2 separate regions of the Oryctolagus cuniculus genome follow, and region 1 is linked to region 2. Evidence: chromatin contacts called from public Micro-C data. All regions are on one chromosome and are shown on one strand. The core of a region is the stretch at or near the end of the contact, and the rest is flanking DNA. Distances in the headings are between cores, read along the strand shown.

What was found. Hi-C and Micro-C count contacts between places; a contact is called where the count stands out from the background.
Region 1: a contact with region 2 is called in a Micro-C map of ear pinna, with 3 times the contacts expected there. The contact joins the enhancer-like site here to the promoter of AHCYL2 in region 2. A contact is called at or near these places in 4 of 6 Hi-C or Micro-C datasets (ear pinna, psoas muscle, skin fibroblasts and 1 more).

The regions. Positions count from the first base shown.
Region 1 is chr3:165,472,874-165,475,573 of mOryCun1.1, forward strand. The region is part of intron 1 of AHCYL2 (adenosylhomocysteinase like 2); the gene reads left to right. Among named protein-coding and RNA genes, the nearest start is that of AHCYL2, 68 kb to the left of the region's middle. Within about 2 kb of position 1,403, at least 1 of the 8 cell types and tissues checked has an H3K27ac peak or open chromatin away from gene starts, as enhancers often do. A contact at or near this core is called in ear pinna, where this site is marked.
Region 2 is chr3:165,404,527-165,407,226 of mOryCun1.1, forward strand. It overlaps AHCYL2 (adenosylhomocysteinase like 2), which reads left to right and starts at 1,267. Exons shown (of 17, transcript XM_008258210.4): 1 at 1,267-1,719. The coding sequence starts at 1,333.

The DNA of each region.
Region 1 (2,700 bases), core at 153-2,652, 68 kb after region 2:
TGAGAGTAATGTAGGTAAATACCTTAGTATTTTAGGTTGATGGTTCTTGGGATCAGAAGTGTTTTAGACTTCAGACTTTTTCAGATCTTGGAATATTTGCATAAGTAGTACAATGATCTCTTGGGGGTGGGACGCAAGTGAAAACACAAAACTCATTTATATGTACCTTATATACATAGCCTAAAGGTAATTTTATACATTTTGAATAATTTTGTGCATGAAAGTTTCAAAGTTGGATTTTCGCCTGTCAGCGCTAGATTTTGGATTTTGGATTTTCAAATTAGATATGCTCAACCTGTACCCTGAAAATACTTTTGACCTCAAGTACCCCTTGAAAGGGTACCTCCTGGGGTTTCTGGGCCAGATTTTGAGACCGCTGTTCCCAGACAATTTATGTGTGGGAAAAGAGAAAACACAAGAGTTTACCACCTTTGGGTACAGCCAAATTTTCCACGTGTTTAGTCAGTACTGGCTGTTTAACCTAATTAAGCAGTACAATATCCAGACTGCAGAATTGAAGTGGGTGGTGCTGAAACCTCCCAGCACTGAAGTGGGAGTCAGTCCTAGTTCATGTGCTTTTTACAAGGAGTTGTTTGTTCAGTGTTTTGTAGGCCATTGCTAACCAGTGGGAGAGGAAAATTGAGCCAGATCCCTGGGAAAGAAGAACCAAAGGATTTTAGAGACCTTTAAAAATAATCCAGTCACAGAATTTTAGACTTTGAGATTTGAAAAGCACCTGAGAGGTCATCTATTCCTCCCTTAAGCTTTGTAACAACTGCAACTGGTACTTGTAATACACAGGATATGCATTTCCGTTCCAAAGAGGGGAACAGCCAGGAAAAAAGGATTAACCAACCAAAGCAACACCAAAATCAGCAGGGCAGAAGGACCAAGCCTCCAAGTGTTTGGGTACCCCTGTTTCCCATTTTTTGCTGGTTACAGTGCACGTTTCAGTTCTCACAGACTGGAGTTTCATCCCTACAGCTCCACTAGAAGGCATTTCCCTGGTGGACACTCGGCAGCTGCTCCAACCCCCCGTTTCTCGTGGAGGCTCTCTTCACTGTCTCCATTCCCGCAACAGGTCTCTACCTGGGTGGGCCCTAGGTTGTCGGAGACATACTTTGAAATCTAGGTGGTTCTGTTATTCTCTGCCCAAATCGCTGCTCTCTGAGGCTGTGTGCTGGTATGTGTGGCTTTCCAAAGCTTGCTTTGCATACTGCTTGCGTGTTTCCTTGGTGAGTGTTTCATATTTTTGGTTCTTTGGCCCTTCTGGGGTCTTCCCTGTGTCTTCACTCCCTCAGCTTCACTAGGCATCAACTCATCAGGGGTTCCTCGCAAGGGCTCTAACCTTGTAGAACAACTCTGTCTGGCCTCCCATGCTTTCCTTTGAAATCTTCGTGGAAGCCACCATGACCCCATAACTTTTGTATTCTGCATGCTAGCAACACTAGCATCATATGGTTGATACCAAAATTTGCCACCAGCACAAAAACTGCATCTGCGCCTGCCTGAACTAGGGCTAAAGTGGCCTTGGAGCACTTAGTCAGCAAGCCAGAATCAGAAGTTGGCCCTGGGTGAGCTGGGTTCCCCAGGCATTTTCTGGAAAGGATTCTGCCCTGGAAGATCTTTGAAAGAAGTTGTCACTTCTAAACCTGTGGGCTTGTGTTGGGAGCTGTGGCTTTGGAGACTTCTGAGGTGCCCTTGAGGCTTTTTCCCTGTTATTTTGCTGAATAGTACATGCCTCCCATTTATCTTGTGCTAATCTTGTCAGCAAGTGGGTTTTCTATTGCATTCTTCTGGCCTGAACATGCTTTTTTCCTCACTCCTCTCGCCAGGCTGTGAATTTTCCACATCTTTCTGCTCTGCTCTTTTTTAACTCCGGATTCTCACTAATGGCAGCCAGTAACATCCATGCACAGCCTGAGTGCTTTGCTGCCTTGAAACCTCCTCTCTGTCAACCAGACCAGTCCCTCACCTCTAAACTCAGCTGCCCACAAAGAATCAGACTGGGGACATGATACTGTCACTGCCAAGGGTGGTTTTCTGTCCAAAGCCCAAAAGAATCTTCATTTCCATCCACAAGCCCGTCAGCATTGTGGTCTTCTAAGCCCTCACTAGAATCACCCTAACACTTCATTTACAACCTTCTGGCTTTCTCTAGTCTACTGTAAATTCTTCCAAACTCTCCCCATAAACCAATTCCAAAGACTCCTCCACATTTTTAGATATTGTTATAGTAATGGTCCCCCTCTCAGTACCAGTTTTCAGTATTTGCTTTTTGTTGCTACAACAAAATATCTGACACAGACTTACTTATGAAGGAAGGAGGAGCTTTACTTCAGCTCTGTTTTTGAGAGTCAAAGTCTCAAGATCAGGTGGCCCCATTGGTTCAGCCCCTGGTGAGGGCATTGTTGCTGGCAGAATCCCAAGAGGGCACAGAGCATCACACTGCAAGAGGGAGCACCTGGTTTGTCTGTGTCTATGTGGTCTCTTATAATGCCACCACGATTTAGTCACAGGGTGGCACCCTAATGACCCAGTCCAATCTAATCACTTCCCAGAGGCCCTACCTTTGGACACGATCATTGGATTAAGTTTCCACCTTCTTTAGTAACATTGAAATTGGAGAGCAAGTCTTTAACACATGGACCTTTGTGGGACGGTCTACATCCAAACCGTAGCTTCTGTGTGTGCACTCTC
Region 2 (2,700 bases), core at 17-2,516:
GAGAGAGCCAGGCAGGGGACTTCTCTTCCTTACCAGGGGGAAAAATGGTTACTCCAAAGTCGCCTGCCTGAGTTGTCCGGGTTATTAAGGCATAAACTGTGCCTCAGTCTGAGTAACAGAGAAGCAAAAAATCCGTCTCTTCATCTGTCATCAGAGTTGATTGCAGTGTAATGTATTTTAAGAGTTATTTATATAAAATCTCATTTACTGTTCACTTTCGTCTGCTTAGATTAGTATTTTTTATCATAAGCACGTATTTATCTTATTAACAGTTCTTGGAAACTTACTTGTAGAGGTTGTAACCATTATATTTTGGACAGTTTAAAATACGTCTCTGTTATTAAAAACTGCCAATTTAAAGACTACAGAAAGGTACACACAAAGTAAAAGCTACCCAAAATCTCATCATTTGGAGAAATGACCATTCGTATGTTAATGAATATTCCTTTATGCCGACTCACGAACTTGGATTTCTGATTATTTCCTCGCAGAATTAATAGGTCAAAAGATGTGGCCTCATTTAAGGAGACCCGCGAATTCCTCAGCCTTCGAAGTTGTCAGCTTGGAGACCCGAAATGTGCCCGAAGTCACCAAAGCACACAAGGTCCTGTCTTATTCGTTCTGAAAACAAAGGCATTAAAGTTTGCAAAGGCATCAGGGAAAGAAAGGAAAACCTAGCCACTTCCACCCGGGCAGAGCCCTCCTCCCGTGACGCCGCCGCTCTGCCTTGAAACACCGGCTCACGTGGCCGCAGACGCGCGCGCACTCGGAGGACAGTCACGCCGGCCGGGTAGCGCGCCCTTCCTCCCCCACTTTCCCTGAGGCTTCTGGCGTTCCTGGCCCGGAAGCCACAACTCCTCTGCAGACTTTCTCGTCTTCATCCCCACTGGAGAGTCTCCTATCCCCACTCCCCTCCCCTAGCCGCCCGCCCTAGGCCCAGGAGTTCCCTCTCCCAGGCGTCCTGGAGCAAAGGCCGGAAGGGACTACAACTCCCAGGGGGCCGCGAAGCCACGCCCCCGCAGCGCGCGGTGCAGGTCGGGGGCTGAGGTCCCTCAGTGTCCTCGCCGGGCGCCGTCCCGAGCAAGCGCACTACAGGTTCCGAGGCGCCTCGCGCGCCAGCCGGACCGGACGGGGGCGGGGCGGGGAGGGGCGGGGCTGGAGAAGCCGGGGCTGGCGGGCGGGCGGGCAGGCGGGCGGAGGAAGGGGGTGGGAGCGGAGGCGATGGAGGGGAGGAGTGGGGGAATGGGGGAGGGAAGGGGAAGGGAGGTGGGAGGCGGGGCCGAGCCGGAGCTGGAGCTGGAGTCAGAGCCGGCGGTTGCAGCGGAGGCGGTGATGTCGGTGCAGGTTGTGTCAGCGGCGGCGGCGGCAGCAGCCAAGGTGCCTGAGGTGGAGCTGAAGGACCTGAGTCCGTCCGAGGCGGAGCCGCAGCTAGGACTGAGCGCCGCGGCCGTGGGCGCCATGGTCCCCCCAGCGGGCGGCGGAGACCCCGAGGCTCCAGCTCCTGCCGCGGAGCGGCCCCCGGCCCCCGGCCCGGGCTCGGGGCCCGCCGCCGCCGCCGCCGCCGCCGCGGCTCTCAGCCCTGCCGCCGGGAAGGTGCCTCAGGCGTCGGCCATGAAGCGGAGCGACCCGCATCACCAGCACCAGCGGCACCGCGACGGCGGCGAGGCCCTGGTCAGCCCCGACGGCACCGTCACCGAGGCGCCGCGCACGGTCAAGAAGGTATTGGGGCCGGGCTGCCTCTCGAGGAGAGGGAGGGAGGAGCGGGAGCCGCGGGTCGTCCGGCGCCGCGGCGGCCCCTCCACGCCCTCCCTTCCGATCGCGGGAGCAGAGCGCCTGCCCCTGCAGCCCCGAGTGTCGGGGGTGCGGCCGCCCGGCCTCCGGGCGGCTCGGCCGCACTTGGCTCCGAGTAACATGGAGGGAGCGCTCCGCTACTACTTGCAATAGGCGGGGTGGGAGAGAGGCGCCCCTCGCACCCCCTGACTCGGGCGTGGGGACCCTCCCAGCCATCGGGGTGCAGGGATCGTCTCTGGAGAGCTCGCATGGCAAGCCTGGGAGTTGTGTGGTCCCCCCACGCCCCGGCCGGCCGCGTCCGGAGAGCAGCCGTGCCCTTGCTTCCCAGCTCGCGTGGAAGCCTCACGTCTTTGAATGTAAAGGCGCAGGAGGGATTCTCCTTACTCTTTTTTTTTCCCCCTGAAAAGGTTTGTCCTCCCTGCTCTGTCGTTGGCCACCAGGATTGCTTCCTTGGCTCCTTTATTATCATCTGAAAGTGTTAGGAAGAAATGCTGCCTTGGGGGGCGGGGTGGGGGCAGTCATTGTGAGGCTTTCTGTCTGAGCTGTCAGCTTCTTGCACCGTGTGGAGGGCGCCTCGGAACTGCGGGGAGCAAGTGCCCCCAGGTGTACCACGCCCCTGGGCTACCAGTCCGCGAGGCTGCCCGTGGCGTGGCTGTCTTCTGTCTGGGAGCGAAATCAGCACCGACAGACAGGACAAACACTGACACAGAGACGTGGACCCTGGGAAAACGGATGGTGGCAGATTTCCTAGGCAAACTCTACACAGTGATTTGTGATTGTAATTGAAATTGATCGTATCAGAACATCAATAAAGGGATGGGAGGCTGCCTGGGGTTTACTGTGTAGCACTCGGCTGAACTGGAACCTGGGATCCGGCTAACTTTTTGTTGTTACAGCTCCGTGACAGCC